Regions from separate parts of the Danio rerio genome. Here region 2 is linked to region 1. The links are chromatin contacts, called in public Hi-C maps. All regions are on one chromosome and are shown on one strand. Each heading gives the region's core, a stretch centred on a gene start, on an enhancer-like site or on the middle of the called end of the contact. The rest is flanking DNA. Distances are from core to core; before and after follow the strand shown.

Evidence for each region. A called contact is a pair of places that touch in the nucleus more often than the background predicts.
Region 2: a contact with region 1 is called in a Hi-C map of hematopoietic stem cells, with 1.9 times the contacts expected there. The contact joins the promoter of phospho2 here to the promoter of uqcrh in region 1. A contact is called at or near these places in 2 of 18 Hi-C or Micro-C datasets (hematopoietic stem cells and an unstated tissue).

The regions. Positions count from the first base shown.
Region 1 is chr6:4,222,056-4,225,483 of GRCz12tu, forward strand. uqcrh (ubiquinol-cytochrome c reductase hinge protein) reads right to left here and starts at 1,346. Exons shown (of 4, transcript NM_001037108.3): 1 at 1,023-1,346; 2 at 680-712. The coding sequence starts at 1,067. It also overlaps a transcript of faah not described here.
Region 2 is chr6:4,423,062-4,426,498 of GRCz12tu, forward strand. phospho2 (phosphatase, orphan 2) reads left to right here and starts at 1,552. Exons shown (of 2, transcript NM_001111229.1): 1 at 1,552-1,562; 2 at 1,687-3,437. The coding sequence starts at 1,688. The coding sequence ends at 2,413. It also overlaps a transcript of ssb not described here.

The sequences.
Region 1 (3,428 bases), core at 96-2,595:
AATGTCTATAAAAGACCAAATTGTGATCTTTAATTCAGTCTTAAAACATGTCATCAAGTAGGTCTTGAACTAAATATGCCTGACATTTAAATTATGACAACACAATTAAAACATTCAACATAATAATAATAATATTATTAATAATAAAATGTTTATGTATAGCGCATTTCCATTATTCAAGGATGGTTTACAAAAGTAGCTAAATAATATAATTAAAAATCTAAACAATACAATATAATCTATATATGTCTGACAACATTTTTTAACATGTAAACTATTGTTATAGTAAATGCCATTTTAGTGAATCTCATCTGTAAATTGTGGCTTTAAAAAGGCTGTAAATATTCTGTATTTTCTTGCAGAGAAAAGGAAAATCAACAATATAAACTAATTTGTATATAAAAACAAATCATACAAGTGATATAGACTTATTATTATGTGTGAAACCCCTTCAAGTTCTTCAAGGCTTTCTATAATTATATTTTTGTATGAAGTGGCTTCACAGTACATTGATTACAGGGAAATCCTGAGGTCTTGATCAAGGACACAACAGTAAACATGTATTATCCACAAACCACTTACATAAGCAACTCATCATTTATAATTCACTTAAACAAATGTGTACATCATTAAAGAATACTGCTCAGAAAATGTACAATATAATATGATAGAAACATACCACCATTTCCTCTTCTTCCTCCTCTTCCTCCTCCTAAACAAAACAGTGTAACATATTAATAGGATGCAGCTATTATCCATAATTAAGAGACATACATACATACATACATAGTTAGAATGAAACTAAAACAACATAAATGATGCCTAGAATGATTTACAAAAGCAAGACAAAGGCTAAATCTCACATTTAGACAGTATAAATACTAGCATACATAAGCATTGGATCAACCTATATCTCAGGCTCGGCTAACATAAGTTAAACCAGACCATTTCGACAAAAAGCCGCTTCTTCATGCGGCTAAATGACAATTAAACCGCATATAAACAAAAAATGCTAATAATACCTCCTCTGGTTCTCCGTTCGTGATCATTTTGTCTTCGAAAACCATGATTTGACCGGAGTTTTTCCTGGAGTGACCCTCTGTGGACTGAGATATGCGCCGATGGAGGACAGCGTGACACTTTCCGGAAGTGGTAAGAGCTTAAAGAGTTTCACGCAAAAAGAGGCGATACACCTCTGTCAACTTCCGGTTCCCTGTGCTTGTTTGATTTTCTTCTCTTAACCTGAGTTGTGATGTTTTGCGGTCAGTGTTTGTTTATCAGTATTTGTTAACTGCTAACATCGAATTTTTGCATACAGTGTATGTTTAGTGAGAGACATATTGTATTACGCTATTTGCTGGCGTTTAAAATGGTTTGCTCCCATCTAGTGGTTTGGAGTATCAACATCAGTGAAGCCAAATAGAATAAAACGTGTTAAATAACATTTAAACACGATTGAATATGTTAAATAAACCAACCTGCGTATAATCTGAGTTATAATATGGAAAGTTAGGACTCTTTTAAGGCAGGCATGTCCAAACTTGGTCCTGGAGGGCCGGTGTCCTGCAAAGTTCCGTACAGCCCCGATCAGACACACCTAGGCTAGCTAATCAAGCTCTTACTAGGCTTTCTAGAAACATCTTTGCAGGTGTGTTGAGGGAAGTTAAAGCTTAAATCTGCAGGACACCAGCCCTCCAGGACCGAGTTTGGACACCCCTGTTTTAAGGTAATAGATCACCCGAAGATGGTTATTAGCGCTTAGGCCAGTGGTCTCAAACTCAATTCCTGGAGGACCACAGCTCTGCAGATTCTAGCTCCAACCACCTCTAAAATTACACCTGCTCAATAGACTCTGAAGCTGCGGTCACACTGGGCTTTTCCTCCCATAGACTTCCATTCATACACACGCGAATGCGTCAGACCGGAAACGCATGGTCATGCGTCAAGTTTCGTATGTCGCTGCGGTGCAAAGTTCAAGCTTGGTGAACTCTGACCTGCGAAATCCCATTACTTGACTGTGTGAGACCAATCGAGGATCAAAACATGACCTCTCTGGATATAAATTTAAAACATGGAGCAATCGCTCACTTTTTTAAATGCCTAATAAACTTGTTTAATCCCGCCCCTTTTCTCAGTGCCGCACGACAGAATATCGCATGCTCAAACTCTAATGTGACCGCAGCTTTATAGTCTTGATTTAATTGATTGAATCTTGATTATTTGGATCAGCTGTTTTTGGTAGGGTTGAAGCAAAACTGTGCAGAGCTGCGGCCCTCCAGGAATCGAGTTTGAGACCCATGCCTTAGACTATGGCTGTTTCCAGATTAATAAAGGGACTAAGCCGAAAAGAAAATGCATGAATAAATGAATGAATGAATGAATGAATGAATGAATGAATTTATATGATGCATTTTAGAGCAGATTAATTCAGTGGATGTAACATAACAAAAGGGCAGTAAATTTGAACAGTGCACAAGAGTTAATGACAAAATAAATAAACGATTATAAACAAAAACAGAACAAAAACAGATCACCTAAATAATCTTTTTGTTTTGCTTTTTTTGAACATTTACAACCATAAATGCCTTAGTAAATATACAAAATTCCCTATCAGAACGCAGACAAGCATAACAAATAATTAAATAAATAAATAAATAAATATAATGGGGTTTCAACAAGTTTAATATATTAATATTTAACAATCTCTTGATTAAGTTGGGGAAGGTTTAAAGGGATTCATTCATTCATTATCCTAGTCCCTTTATTCATCAGGGGTTGCCACAATGGACCGAACCGCCAGCTTATCTAGCAAATGTTTTACACAGCGAATGGCTGCAACCCTGTACTGGGAAACACCCATACACTCTCATACTCTACGGCCAGTTAAGTTTATTTAGTTTAAACCCACGCCAACACTGGAGAACATGCAAACTCCACACAGAAATGCCAAATTGTCCAGCAAGGACTCGAACCATCTGTGAGGCGACAGTGTTAACCACTGTGCCACCGTGCCGCCCCTAATTATAGTTTACAAATGAAAGTTCTGATATCAATTACTCATTCTAGACATGTTTGAGTTTCTTCAGATAAGCACAAAGGAATATATTTTGAAGAATGTTGGAAACAGAGAGCGTACATAGTATATCTGTTTTCCCACATGGCTACACATTACAATTGTCCAGCATTCAACAATACAACATTCTTCAAAATATCTTCGTTTGTGTTTAACAGTAGAAAGAAACTCGTATTTGAAACGGCTTGAGGTTGAGTAAATGGTGTGTACATTTTCGTTATTGGGTGAACTACCCCTTTAAATCGTTTACATCAGTGTAGATTCCCGCTTCCGCACAGGAAGTGGAATAAAAGTTGGAGCTCTAGCTCATCTAACTCGTGTCATTTTCCTTTCTATGTCCTTAACTGTGTCAAAG
Region 2 (3,437 bases), core at 302-2,801, 200 kb after region 1:
AATTTTATAAGATGGGTCGTTAGTTTATGTTGGCAGCCTCCACACTGGACCGGAATCATTGGATGTATATGTTCTTAGACAACGCACATATGGAACTGTCTTTGGCAAGGATGCATGGCGCCTCTACAAAAACTATAACTTCATGGAAATGTGCAATAACTAACATAAAAGACATGCTATCATGATTTTTTTTTTGTATGGGTATAACCTATGGGTAAAAGTCTGATGTATCTACCTTTGTTAAAAGTGTTCTTGTAAGAAGTTAAATGCAGAGGTTGATTTATTTATTTTTGTATTTATTTATTATACCGTTCCTTACTATTATTATTATTATTATTATTATTCTCTCTCATTTTTTTTCTCTGATTTATTTCATTTTTTGTTAATTTTTATTTTCGCCAGGGGTGAGTGGGGTGCAGGTACTAACAGAAAATGCAGTTTTAGCCAGGTGTCCTTGTCTATAACTATGTTTGCTAGATTATTTTCAACCATTAAATAAAAATTTGATCACAAAAAAAAGATGGGCCGTTAGCCCAATGCTCAACCCTAAACCTGGAGGATATGGACGTACACTACGGCCAATTTAGTTTACCAAATTCCCTTATAGCCATGACTTTGGGCTTGTGGGGGGAACCGGAGCAACCGGAAGAAACCCACGCCAACACGGGGAGAACATGCGAACTCCACACAGAAACTCCAGCTGACCCAGTCAGGGCCCAAACCAGTGATCTTCTTACTGTGAGGCGACAGTGCTACCCGCTGTGCCACAGTGCCGCCCATTACTTTTGTAATACATCTCTTAAAATGAGCATATCTTTCAGTGCACTGAGCCAGAAATCTCCATTTTACAGGTGTTTTTGTCGTTTACCAGAAAGGTCAATGTTTTATTTCTAAAATCTTGAGTTTGTATCTCGTTGCTGACAGTTTTATGGGTTGATGAACGATGCTTGTTGTATATATGTATTTTTTTTAATAAATCTTGCTTCATTTTAATGTTTTTTTTTTTTTTTTTTTTGTAGATAGCTTTATCCAGTGTTCAGATTTGTGTAATTTATTCAAATCGGTGCATATTTAATTATACAATGCCTCGTTCATCTCTTTTACTTTTCAGATATAATACAAAAACAACTGTTGATGTAACTGTTACATTGCTTAAATGAGGAAGTGAGGTCATATCTATCAGTATTTATTACACTATTCATGTCAGCAAATAAGCGTTGTATCTTGCAATCAATCTGTTCTTAAACACTTACAATGAATGAGTGCGTTTTTAATTTAAGATATGAACAGAATTCATACTTCTCAGATCAAGTTCTGAACTACTCGCCTTATGTATTGAATGACTATAAAGAAACAGAAAGCAAGCAAGAACGATTCCCGTCCATACGATTGCAGCGACCAATCACATCGTCACAAGACTTTTGAGTGACGTGGGCTGTAGCCTATCACTGGCAAGCCGCAGCTCTAAACAGGCGGGGATTAATCACGCTTTGTGTTGTAAGCAAGTGTCTGACTCAGAATCGTTAACGGAATTAGGTAATTCGGTCGGGCTGCCGCTTCAGGTCGGTACATATCTAATTTGCTTAAACTCAATTCTCATTCTTTGACTAGCTAAGAATTAAGTATTACATGTAAACATTAAACTGTCGTGTCATGATGATTATTGTGTTGTTATTTCCAGTGCAGAATGAAGACCTTAGTAGTGTTCGACTTCGATCACACTATAGTGGATGAAAACAGCGACACTTGGGTGATCCGCTGCACCCCCGACCAGAAGTTACCGGACTGGCTGGAGAAGTCCTACCAGAGGGGCAGGTGGACCGAATATATGGGTCGAGTGTTGACCTACATCGGAGACCAGTCCGTCCGGCCGGAGCACATGCGCGCGGTCATGGAGAGCATCCCGTTCACCGACGGCATGACCGAGCTCCTGACCTTCATATCCGAGAATAAGAAGCACATCGACTGCATTATCATCTCCGACTCGAACACTTTATTCATAGACTGGGCTTTGCAGGCGTCGGGGTTGAAATCCGCAGTAGATGACGTCTTCAGCAACCCCGCGAACATCGATGCGCGCGGGTACGTGAGCTTGCGCTGCTTCCACGCGCATGCCTGTAAAGAGTGTCCGGTAAACCTGTGCAAGAGAAGGGTGCTGCGGGATTTCACGGAGAACCGGGCGAAAGATGGCCTGCGTTATGAGCGGATTTGCTATATAGGAGACGGAGGAAACGACTTTTGCCCTGTTAAAGAGCTGACAGAGGGCGACATTGCAATGCCAAGGAAAGGATTCACCCTGGAGAAACTGTTGCGCAAAGGCATTTCTGAGGGTTCAAACGAGCTCAGGGCCAAAATTATGCCCTGGACTAGTGCCAAAGAAATCCTTCAGGAATTAAGAGCTCTAATTGAGTGATATATAGTGTTATGAGCAATATCGTGAGATTCCGACACGATTATTGAAAGCGTCCGTCAAACAACTTGATTAGGTAACTTGGGTGTTTTGGTAACGTAACGCTTTACAATGAGGTCTTCATTGAATGCATTCACTAATATGTAAACAATTATCAGCAATTATTAACCTTTACAAATGCTACTTCACTGTGCATTAACTAATGTTGATCTTTAAAAAAAACATATGTAAATGTTGAGATTATAACAGATTCATATTTTTGTGAGATAGATTTACATATAAACGTATGGATTTATATATAGATTATATATAAATTCATCCTCAAACTACTTGATAAAATTACTTGAGTATAAAGTAATGTCTGTATATTGGTAACACTTTACAATAAGGTCTCTCCTTCATTGAATGCATTCACTAATATGTAATCAACTCTCCTACTTTGCATTTGGGTTGCACGGTTTACCGGTAGAACTATGGTAGTATCGCGATACTATGGCTCCAAAATACTGGCGATGCTACTGTAGTTTGCGAAAGGTGGTATCGTGATTAATAGTTTATCTACAATTAATAACGTTGCATGTGGAAAAGACACTAAAAAGATCACTCGTTTGCGCAACAATAGACCACTTTATTTTTATAGTCTGTGGAGCCCTTTAAGGTTGCAAAACTGTAGAATTGGCGCCTTTTATGGTAGCGTATTGCATGTTTTCTAACACATCAGTTCGAACGCACATCTGTTCATTTCTGTTCCTGTTAATATGATTTAGTAGCTACTTCAACCGCGACTCTCTTTAAAAGAAAGACTCACAAAGGGAAATTTTGAATTACTTTGGATTGTTACCTGATAAGACTGAAAAAAATATATAGATGAAAACCCAAAATAGCAACAGGAAACAATTTTTGACCACTTCATTTGGCCTAATTTTGTTGGAAAAATGCTCTTTTTTTGTAACAAATTTCATTTGGTATAATTTGTATCTTTATTTTAATGTATTTTTTGTTGTAAGTGAGGTGCAGATAATACTTT